2 separate regions of the Anas platyrhynchos genome follow, and region 2 is linked to region 1. A link is a contact called in public Hi-C data. All regions are on one chromosome and are shown on one strand. The core of a region is the stretch at or near the end of the contact, and the rest is flanking DNA. Distances in the headings are between cores, read along the strand shown. Region 1 has its middle 84 kb from the start of KLF3. Region 2 has its middle 130 kb from the start of TBC1D1.

Region 1 (4,440 bases), core at 1,424-3,923:
GGTCATGGTTTAAAAGCGTCCTGGCCTCATGTGTACAGTTCAAGAAGAATGTTAATAGATTAAGACATTTCAGAAACAAGTCCAATGAATGACAGAGGATTGGAAAATATGTCTCACAGCAAGAGTTTCCAAAAGCCAAAGAACTTCACTAGAGCAAGGGGAAGGGTTCAGACAGCTATAATATAGGACTATCTGCATTTGCAGCACAGCTTTTGAAACAGGCTCTCACACACCTCTATCTAGACAATCTGCCTTTGAAATAAGGTGAGTGGTTTCAGCAGAGAGGGGAAATTAACTGCTGGAACAATTTATATGGAGGGGAGGGTAGATTCTTCATCACTGGGAGTGGTTAAATCAAGTTTAGTTGTTTTACTCGAAGAAAAACAATAATTCAAACAAGAATGACTGCAGGGAAGCCCTTTGGTCTGGGTTATAGAGAAGGTCACACAAGATGGTTCATTCTGGCCATCAGCCAATGAAAAGTCATCAGCCTGTGACCAGATTCCCCTTCACTCTCCATCCCTCATCTGTAAGCAGTGGGAGATAAATGAAGCATCTCCAGCATTGTCTTCCTCCACCCTGGGATGAAGGAACCCAGGAACTACAGGAGAGGGAGAAAGAAATGGGCAAAAACTCTTAAGTACAGGAACTGAGCGTGGAAATTCAGGAATTAATAGCATATTTCTCTGGGTTGCATAACTAATTATTGAGCAAGAGAAGAGAGCAGATGTGGGCTGGTAGGATGTAGGATAAATTCATTAGAGATGAAGAGTCTCATGGCCAGCTGGAAACTTTGTAGTCTCAGGAGGCAAGAGAGAACTCTTACAGAAGAGGGTATCGCTCTTTGTCCATGTAAAATAAATAAAAATAATAAAAAAAAAAATCAAAACTTATTGTGTGCCTTTCTCTCTTACATACACAAGGAAGAAGAATAACAAATTAATATTAAAAAAGAAAGAAACGTAGCTTTTTTTGAAACACCTCATGATATTAAGGTTATTCCCATAGTTAGATGAGCTCTGAGTTTTCTTCTTTTCTGCGGTTATGAGTCCTGAGCAAGATCCAAACCCACGAGGCAGGCAATGCTCCCTCAGACTACTTTCCTGAGCATGTTATCTCATCCCTTTGTGAACATATTCACTGAGGATGCCGCAGTGACCTCTCTTGGCAAGCTATGCTTGTGTCAAATTGCAGGTATGTCTTTCTTCTCGAGCTACTCTTTGCATGATGTCTGCTAGGAGACCAAAAGAGAAATCAGCCCAAAACAGAAATAAAAACAAAAAGCACAGTGCTAATTTCCTGAAAGTTAAAGGCAGAATGTTACCTATCATAAAAATAAAATAAAATAAAAAATTGTCTACCCACTTTTATAGTGTTAACATATTATGAGCATAACAGTTCAGCCAACAAAATTTGTCACAGAGCCAGACCAGATTCAACATAAAATATTTGATCCCTGAATACTCAAATCTCATGCTCCTTTAAAGAACAGCACTCAGTAAGAGTCATATTAAGTGCACTAGCCTCCCTTGACAATGATTTTGTAAATCCCATCACAAAATTAAGATACAATCCTATGATGCTTACACAAACTGTGAAAGCTCAGGCCAGTATTTACTTCTCTGACTTCTCTGTTGTTTATCCTGGGGAGAAGATGTATTTCAGCCATCTGAATTTGCACTCCAGGCTGTATCACAGTATTCCTCTCATCATCCCCACCCTGGCCTGAAGGGAATACTGTCTTTAGGACACTGCACAAGTCACGGATAGTGGTGCAACACGCAGCTCCACCTACCTGTGGCTGGACAGGTAGATAAGGAATCTCGCCCATGCTCCCATCTGAATAAAGAAAAGCTCCCTGATAGGAAGGAAAATGAAGCACTGGAACAGGCTGCCTCGGGCACTGGTGGAGTCTATATCAAGTCCTTAAGAACTGGTTAGACAAGCATCTGTCAGGAGCAATATAGGTGCAGTTCATTTTGCCTTCCAACCCTATTTTTCTAGATCTAGGATGAAACTGTGCTTCTGAAGAACTGTTATGATGATTTGCCTCTTCCCTGCATCCTGGGAAGTTAAGAAGGCTCAGTTTGGCAACTGGCATTGAGGTAGGTGGATAGCAAGTCACATTAACCATCTTAGAAGACTATCTACTACTGTCCACCTACTAGAGTCCTTGGTATTGATGGACATTTGGATCTTCAAATCCCAAAATGAACAACAGCTTCCAGACTTTTATAACTAGCATTATTTTTAGCCTGTTACACAGTCCTCATGACTGATCTGCTGGAGGTGGCTTTGCTGTAAGCCCTGAGGAACGGGAAAGGAAGGGGTTTGTGGAGACATAATTTCCAGGGGGTGATAAGCTTGCATCTGTTTTGAACTGTAAAATGGCAGCTCGTTGTGAAATCCTCTCTGAGCATACCTTTTAAATGCCAAACAAGCACAGCACCAAAAGCACATAAAGAAATAATTGAAAGGCTCTGGAGGGAAGCCAAGAGGACGTGGCTAATGTTTCACCTAATCTCACCCCCTCGCTTGCTCTCCCCCAGCAGCCCTGCCTGCATGACGTGAACTTCAGAGCTTCAGCAGGCAGCTGCTTCTTGACTGTGCACACTGTCTGACCCGCTGGCAGCAGGACAAGAAAAACAAAGAGGCTAAAAACATAAAACAGAGAGAGATTAGGAGCTGTGCGGCCCAGAGTGCTCTCCTTTCACGGTGGGGCTGGGATTGGAGTCCCTCTGGAGGGCCTGCCTGAGCTGGGTTTGGAAGGCCCAGCTCGGACCTCTGCTGGCAGCCGTCCACTGCACAGGGCCCAGCTCCTGTGGGTCTCGCTCGTCCTGCCAGGGGAGGCCCAGCTCCGAGGAGATCTGGCTGCCTCCCAGCCCTAGGTTTGGTGGTTCATTCATGTGAGGCTGGAGTTCATGGCGGGGAGCAGTGTGGGAAGAATTTGTAGTGAAACCTGTCAGGTTTTTTTCCTTTGGATAAATCCACTTTGATTCCCCAGCCTCCAGTCACTTGTCCTTTACTTGCACACGGTCATTTACCTCCTCCTTCATGCCCCCAGACACATTTCCTTTGCACAGAACAGTTTACTCTTCAATAATCTATATTAAAATAAATTATCCAGAGGCTCATCCTAACAGTCCTGCTCTGAAACTCCTGCTTTCTGTGAGTAACTTCCAGCTGTGTGCTTGGTGTATAAATTAGCACCACAAGCAAAGGGTACCCATGACACGAAAACTGCAAAGCCTCACCTGTAAGTGTGCTGCTACCACTTCCTGGGCAGGTTAAACTGAAAATGAAGCTGACAAACCTGTCGCACTAAGAGAAGCAGAGCTAGTCTACATGCAGGAATTTGGACTCAGTAGAAGCAAGCAGTGTTAATTATTGATTGATCGTATTCACTTCCCTTCAAGTGAAGTTTTTAGGACTGATCTTTTACTTGGCCTTAAAATATAAACTGTGATTAGTGGGGCAGTGGTTCCGCAAAGCCTTTCAGTGATTTTAGAAAAACTCTTCATGTTAAAATCAGCCTAAGTGACAAAAATATTTCAGAGCCTAAATGAAAAGAAACAAATAATATTTTTTTTACTAGGTGCTGACCAAAAAACCCTGGAGTTTCAGTCATAAATCACCAGACCTGTGGCCTCCCACCATAAGCAGTAGTATAGCAGCAAAGTAATTGCTGAATGGCAGCACAACAGAAGTAAAGATCAGAGACTGGTAGGGGGCTGAAAGCAAGTGTGACTCTTCTTGCTAAGAATATACAAACCAACAAGGAAGAAAGGACCTAAAAATGAACACACAGTTTAGCTAAAAACAGATACAAAATTAAAATCAACTGGATTTCTGAAGATTTGGTTTTGTTTGTTTATTTGTTTATTAGATTTGTTTTTGATCTGGCTGTTTTTCATTTTGGTTAGTTTCATTTTGAGGCCAAAGTGATGAAACGCTACAAGAAAGGAAGTTCTTGTGGTTTTTCAGGGCCATCCAGAAGCAGAGTAATGGAAAACCAACAGCAAGCAGGAAGGACTGGAAAGCATGCAAGAGCTTTCCTACACAAACTGCCGAGCTCTGCAAAAGGAAGGTGTATCACAGTATCACAGAATGGTTAAGGCCAAAAGGGACCTCTGGGGGTGACACACAGACTCTTTCTTGGGGTTGTGCAGCTGTGTATAGACCTGGCACAGGCACAGGAAGGTGTGATAAATTCAGAGAGGGTACCAAAACTGGATTGTCTTTGGAGGCATAATGATCCATCCATCCCCTTTTCAACCAGCTGCTTTATGCTCCCCCAAGTATCTGTAGTCTTTGCGCTCCATCAGCCACAGGACTCACCTTGTGTTTGGCCAGCAAGGGTTTGAGATGTGATCCTATGCTCTCTTCCCTGCTTGGGCAAGGTCATGTACTTCCTTGCCTTAGCGTAGGTCGGAATTTGCA
Region 2 (4,440 bases), core at 956-3,455, 55 kb before region 1:
AGATTCCCCAGGAATACTCTTGAGAAGAACATTTATAATGCTCTTATAATAAGCAGAAATAAGCTTTTTCCTTCGTGTATTTAATCAAGATACCTTCTTCCACTAACAGTGGACTTTTTTTTTCTTATCTGATTTATGCCCAAAGGTTCATTTAAGGCAGCAGTAGAGGTTGGACTTCTTGTATTTAACAATTCAACCAGGATTGATCCATTCCACAGATTACAATTTCATTTTGCAAGCCTGGAATGGCTTTCCACAATCCAGCACATTTTTAAAACCCGCATCAGGAGAGAGGCAAGAAGATTTACATATTGGTGCACAGAGCTATAGATTTTTCAATGTCTTGTAGTTTTCTCACTTTTTTTTTTTTTTTTTTTTTTAAGATGTAAATGTTTAACCTGATCTATGATGAACATTTTGGCCCTCAAAGACTGTCATTCTCCCAAAGCTTCTTGTCATGTGTATGTGGCTTGCCTTGTCTTCAGCTGAAGGGGACAGAAGATGGGAACGCTCAGCAGCTGGCAGGAGCGAGTTCTTAATTATTAGAGAAACTTTATGTCTCACAGAGCTCCTTGCCAGACAGGCAGTACCAGCTGTTGTAATGACAGCTTCTGGGCCGAAGCTGGTTGGTGTGGACTGTGTATGTACCTTGTTGAAATTTCTTTGTGATATTGTGTAAAAGGATGCCTTCTCATGTTCCAGTGTCATACAATTATATAAACTTTCTTACATCCCATCTATTCCCTTACACACCTTCTCAGCGTCCTTATTTTTGCTCTTGGGACAATTTCATCCAAAAATGCTTTTACTACTTCCTGCTGACAAACTGCACATGTAGTCATTTCCATGGACTGTCGGTACAGTTAAGCTATACCAGTAACTTATGCCGCTTTTCTTACTTGTGTGAAGCCTGAAAAGCTTATGTGTATTTTGTGGGTGAGAGCGGTCAAGTCTTCTCTGGACAAACACCTGGGCAGACATTTCTCAGAAACACTGGACTACCTCTGTAGGGGTGACTGCACCAGAGCATCGCATGTGATGATCAGATTTCTCATGAGATATCGCTACAGGGTTCAGCTAAAGCTAAGCATGCTTTGTGGAGACGCTTCCAGCCTGAGAAAGACTGGGATGTCTGCAGCCAGACCACAGCTCCTCCCACACGTTGTGTAAGAGACGAGAGGACATTTGTGCTGGGTGTGGGATCTGGAGAAACATCAAGGAAGGAGGGCGAGGATTCAGGTCAGATGTGGGAGCAGAGAAGGCAGCTAGAGAGTGCTCTTCAGGGCATGAGAAAGATGAGAGGAGGAGGGACAGGAGATCCTGGCCTGCCCTGAGACAAATGCAGGGTGGAGCGGGCATATATCATTACCCCAACAACTATTTCCATCCTGAACAGCCTGTGGTAGCTCTAGTGAAGAGATAACACCTGCCTTTTGTCTGTGTACTGTAAGAAAACACGTGGAAACTCACTACCAGATCCAGCTAACCTCTTAAGTCTTTTCCCTTGAAGGAGCTGTGGTTTGGCCCACTGTGGAGAAAATGTAAGGACATGCTATGTGGGAAGCTGCAGAAATAAAGCTTTGCTCACTGTTTATGTTTAGGTAGGATGTCTATCAAAATGGATTGCAATTATTGGATAAAATGGACTTCCCTGATATGAAGTGAGATGAGTATTCATGGTATATTGTTTAATGCTTAGGGCCTGAACTTCTCCTGAAGGGAGAAGGGAGATTCTTCTTCAAGAATCTCCCAGGAAGAGGCTCTCCCACCAAAGAAAGCATGGCAGGGCCTTTAGGACCTTTTAGGATGTCACCTTCCACAGTACCGAGCTCAGCAGCTCCCTGTTTGTGTTTGTTCCTCAGCTTCATGTTTGGCTTGGAGGCAAATGAAGATCTGCTGAACCCAGCGGGCGACAGCTGCAGTGAGACAGCTGTAGAAGCAGAGGCAGCAAGGGACGGCTGGGAGGGGGATTAACTGAGTTAACATTTAAAAAAAAATAAAGGATGCTGCAATAAACAGATCAGCCAGGACAGGATCACGCATTGATGCTGAAACTCTGCATGTTATCAGAGCATCTCTTGCTCTGCCCCAGTCCTTCCCCTCAGGTTTCTGTATCTCTTCTACCACAGTAAGGGCATGCCCATGCTACCGCTGTCTGCGTGGGTTTACCCAAGCTGGCTTCAAACAGGCTGGTCTGGAAGTGTGGCCAGGGCAGTCTCTAACTCAGTACAGGCTGCCAAGCATGTCTGGGGTGAGGGGCAGATAAGTACTCGGATGTGTTTTGCAGCCAACACCAATCGCTACATTGCTGTCTCCATGCTGGCATCCATACACAACGGATCCAGGCCTACAGGGGTGTCCTGGTCCCTTATCTGCAAGGACGGGTGTCGAAAGCACTGAGCCCTGGCCTAATCCTGTGTGTGCTGACGTCAGTGGGGATTTTTGTGCTGACACGAGGGAGAGCAGATTTTCTCAACACGCCACGTTGGTGTTTACTTTGCTTCTTCGCATGGAATGACGCTCGGGCCTGTCAGCGGGCTTGGTCTGAGGCGTCCGCTGCCAGCAGCATGGGGACAGGCACGCTGCTGGCAGGTGAGCCAGGTGGGACACGGGGTGGGGTGTGGAGCTGGCATCGCCTTGACCTGGTGAACCAGATCATCTGGAAGCATTTCAGCAGGGCATATCCATGCAGGTTGCTGCTTAATCCCAAGGTGAGTGCCTGAAGCCATGCCATTCGTTTTCTGACCTGGGGTCAGACACCTTCAGTGTGCTAATCCCTTTCAAACACACCCCTGCGTGATTTGTTTGAACATCGGACTGGGTGAGCTTGGTGAAGGAAAGAGATATTACAGCGTCATTGCCTTTTCACTTGTCGGATCCCATTTTCTTTATTCAAATTACTTTTTCTGCCATTTTAATTACATTTTTTATTTGGGGGCAGGGGATTATTTTCTTAATCCATCTCCCCCAAAATGGTACAACTTTTATAGAATAGAACAGAGCAGAAGAGAATAGTTCAGTTAGAAGGGGCCTAGTAAGATTTAGTCCAACTGCCAGACCACCTCAGGGCTAACCAAAAGTCAAAGCATATTATTTAGGATATTATCCAAATGCCTCTTGAACACCAAGAGACATAAAGCACCAACCACCCTCACAGTAAGAAATTTTTCCTAATATCCAATCTGAACCTCCCCTGGTGCAGCTTTGTTGCCATTACAAAACAGCCTGTTATTATTTCAAAATTGAACTTCAAGCATGGGACCAGATTCTTACTTTTTTTTTTTCTTTCTTTTTTTTTTTTTTTTTTTTTTTCAGAAAACCACTTTGCTGAATTTAAAGTCAACATCTTGCTGTTAAATGACTGGAAAAGAAAACTGATGATCAAGCACAGGTTTCTATATCTATATTTAAAGAGTTAAATCCAATTTCCTCAGAAACCAGGGGCTAATCTTCCCCATGGTCTCCAGAATGACAAAGAGTGAAAACAAACTAAAATATATAGAGTTGGATGTTAAAAGACAGTAGTTAGTCAGCAATCTTGTGAACTTTCCCCTGAGTTTTGAGAAACTCGGTTCAGCCTGCCCTTTTGTGCTGACCCCAAAGACTGAAGGCCTCAGAAACCTTCTCCATTGCTGTACTTCAGCAGTGATCCCGAGGGGCATGTTTTCCTTTATTGAGACTGTGTGACTATTATCAGAGTGCCTACATTTTTAGAGACGAGCCTCTCTTTGTGTTAGACACTGTATAAACAGCACTCAAGCCGCCCAGTGACAGGCTGACAACAATGGCAAGATTGTCTGATACTTGCTTTGTATGTAAAAGTGATATGTTTCTTTTTAGGTTAAGTTAATCACATTTCATCATTCATACTTTCTGACCTGTCATGGAATGGCTTTTTATTGCAGAACAGGGAAATGACCGATTTTTTCTTTTTATTTCTATGGGGTTTAAGACCAAAAAGGACTATGCTGACACCTTTTATGTTGTATGGACCACAGAGTTAGTACCAGTGCTTTCTGTGTGAGGTCCAGTAGTCTTGATAGGAAACAATGAAATGGCTTCAGAGAAACATTGTTTTGATATCAAGACTTCATCTGGTGGACAATCCATCACAGCTTTTTTTTTGAGGTCCTCCAGTTGTTGATCAACTTCACAATTAAAGAGTTGTAGCTCCTTTCCAACAGCATTTTTTCTAGTTTCATCTTGCATCTCTGGATCTTACTCTGCCTATGACTGTTAGATTCAGTATCTCCTACTGTGAAAAATATTCTCTCACCATAGAGATAGGGTTGCCCATATTATCTTTGATAATCTCAGCTGACTTAACTCCCTGACTCCGCACTTTTCTCTAAGTCATATTTATCAGAATTCAAAGTGATGTTAGGTTTCTGGTTTAGGGTTCTTCCCAATACCCTGTAGACAGAAATCTACTGGCTTTTG

Evidence for each region. A called contact is a pair of places that touch in the nucleus more often than the background predicts.
Region 2: a Hi-C map of liver shows a contact between it and region 1, with 2.5 times the contacts expected there. The contact joins two enhancer-like sites. A contact is called at or near these places in 3 of 8 Hi-C or Micro-C datasets (liver, skeletal muscle and subcutaneous adipose tissue).

Annotation. Positions count from the first base shown.
Region 1 is chr4:56,425,609-56,430,048 of IASCAAS_PekinDuck_T2T, reverse strand. No RefSeq gene overlaps it. Among named protein-coding and RNA genes, the nearest start is that of KLF3, 84 kb to the right of the region's middle. Within about 2 kb of position 2,673, at least 7 of the 8 cell types and tissues checked have an H3K27ac peak or open chromatin away from gene starts, as enhancers often do.
Region 2 is chr4:56,479,771-56,484,210 of IASCAAS_PekinDuck_T2T, reverse strand. No RefSeq gene overlaps it. Among named protein-coding and RNA genes, the nearest start is that of TBC1D1, 130 kb to the left of the region's middle. Within about 2 kb of position 2,205, at least 1 of the 8 cell types and tissues checked has an H3K27ac peak or open chromatin away from gene starts, as enhancers often do.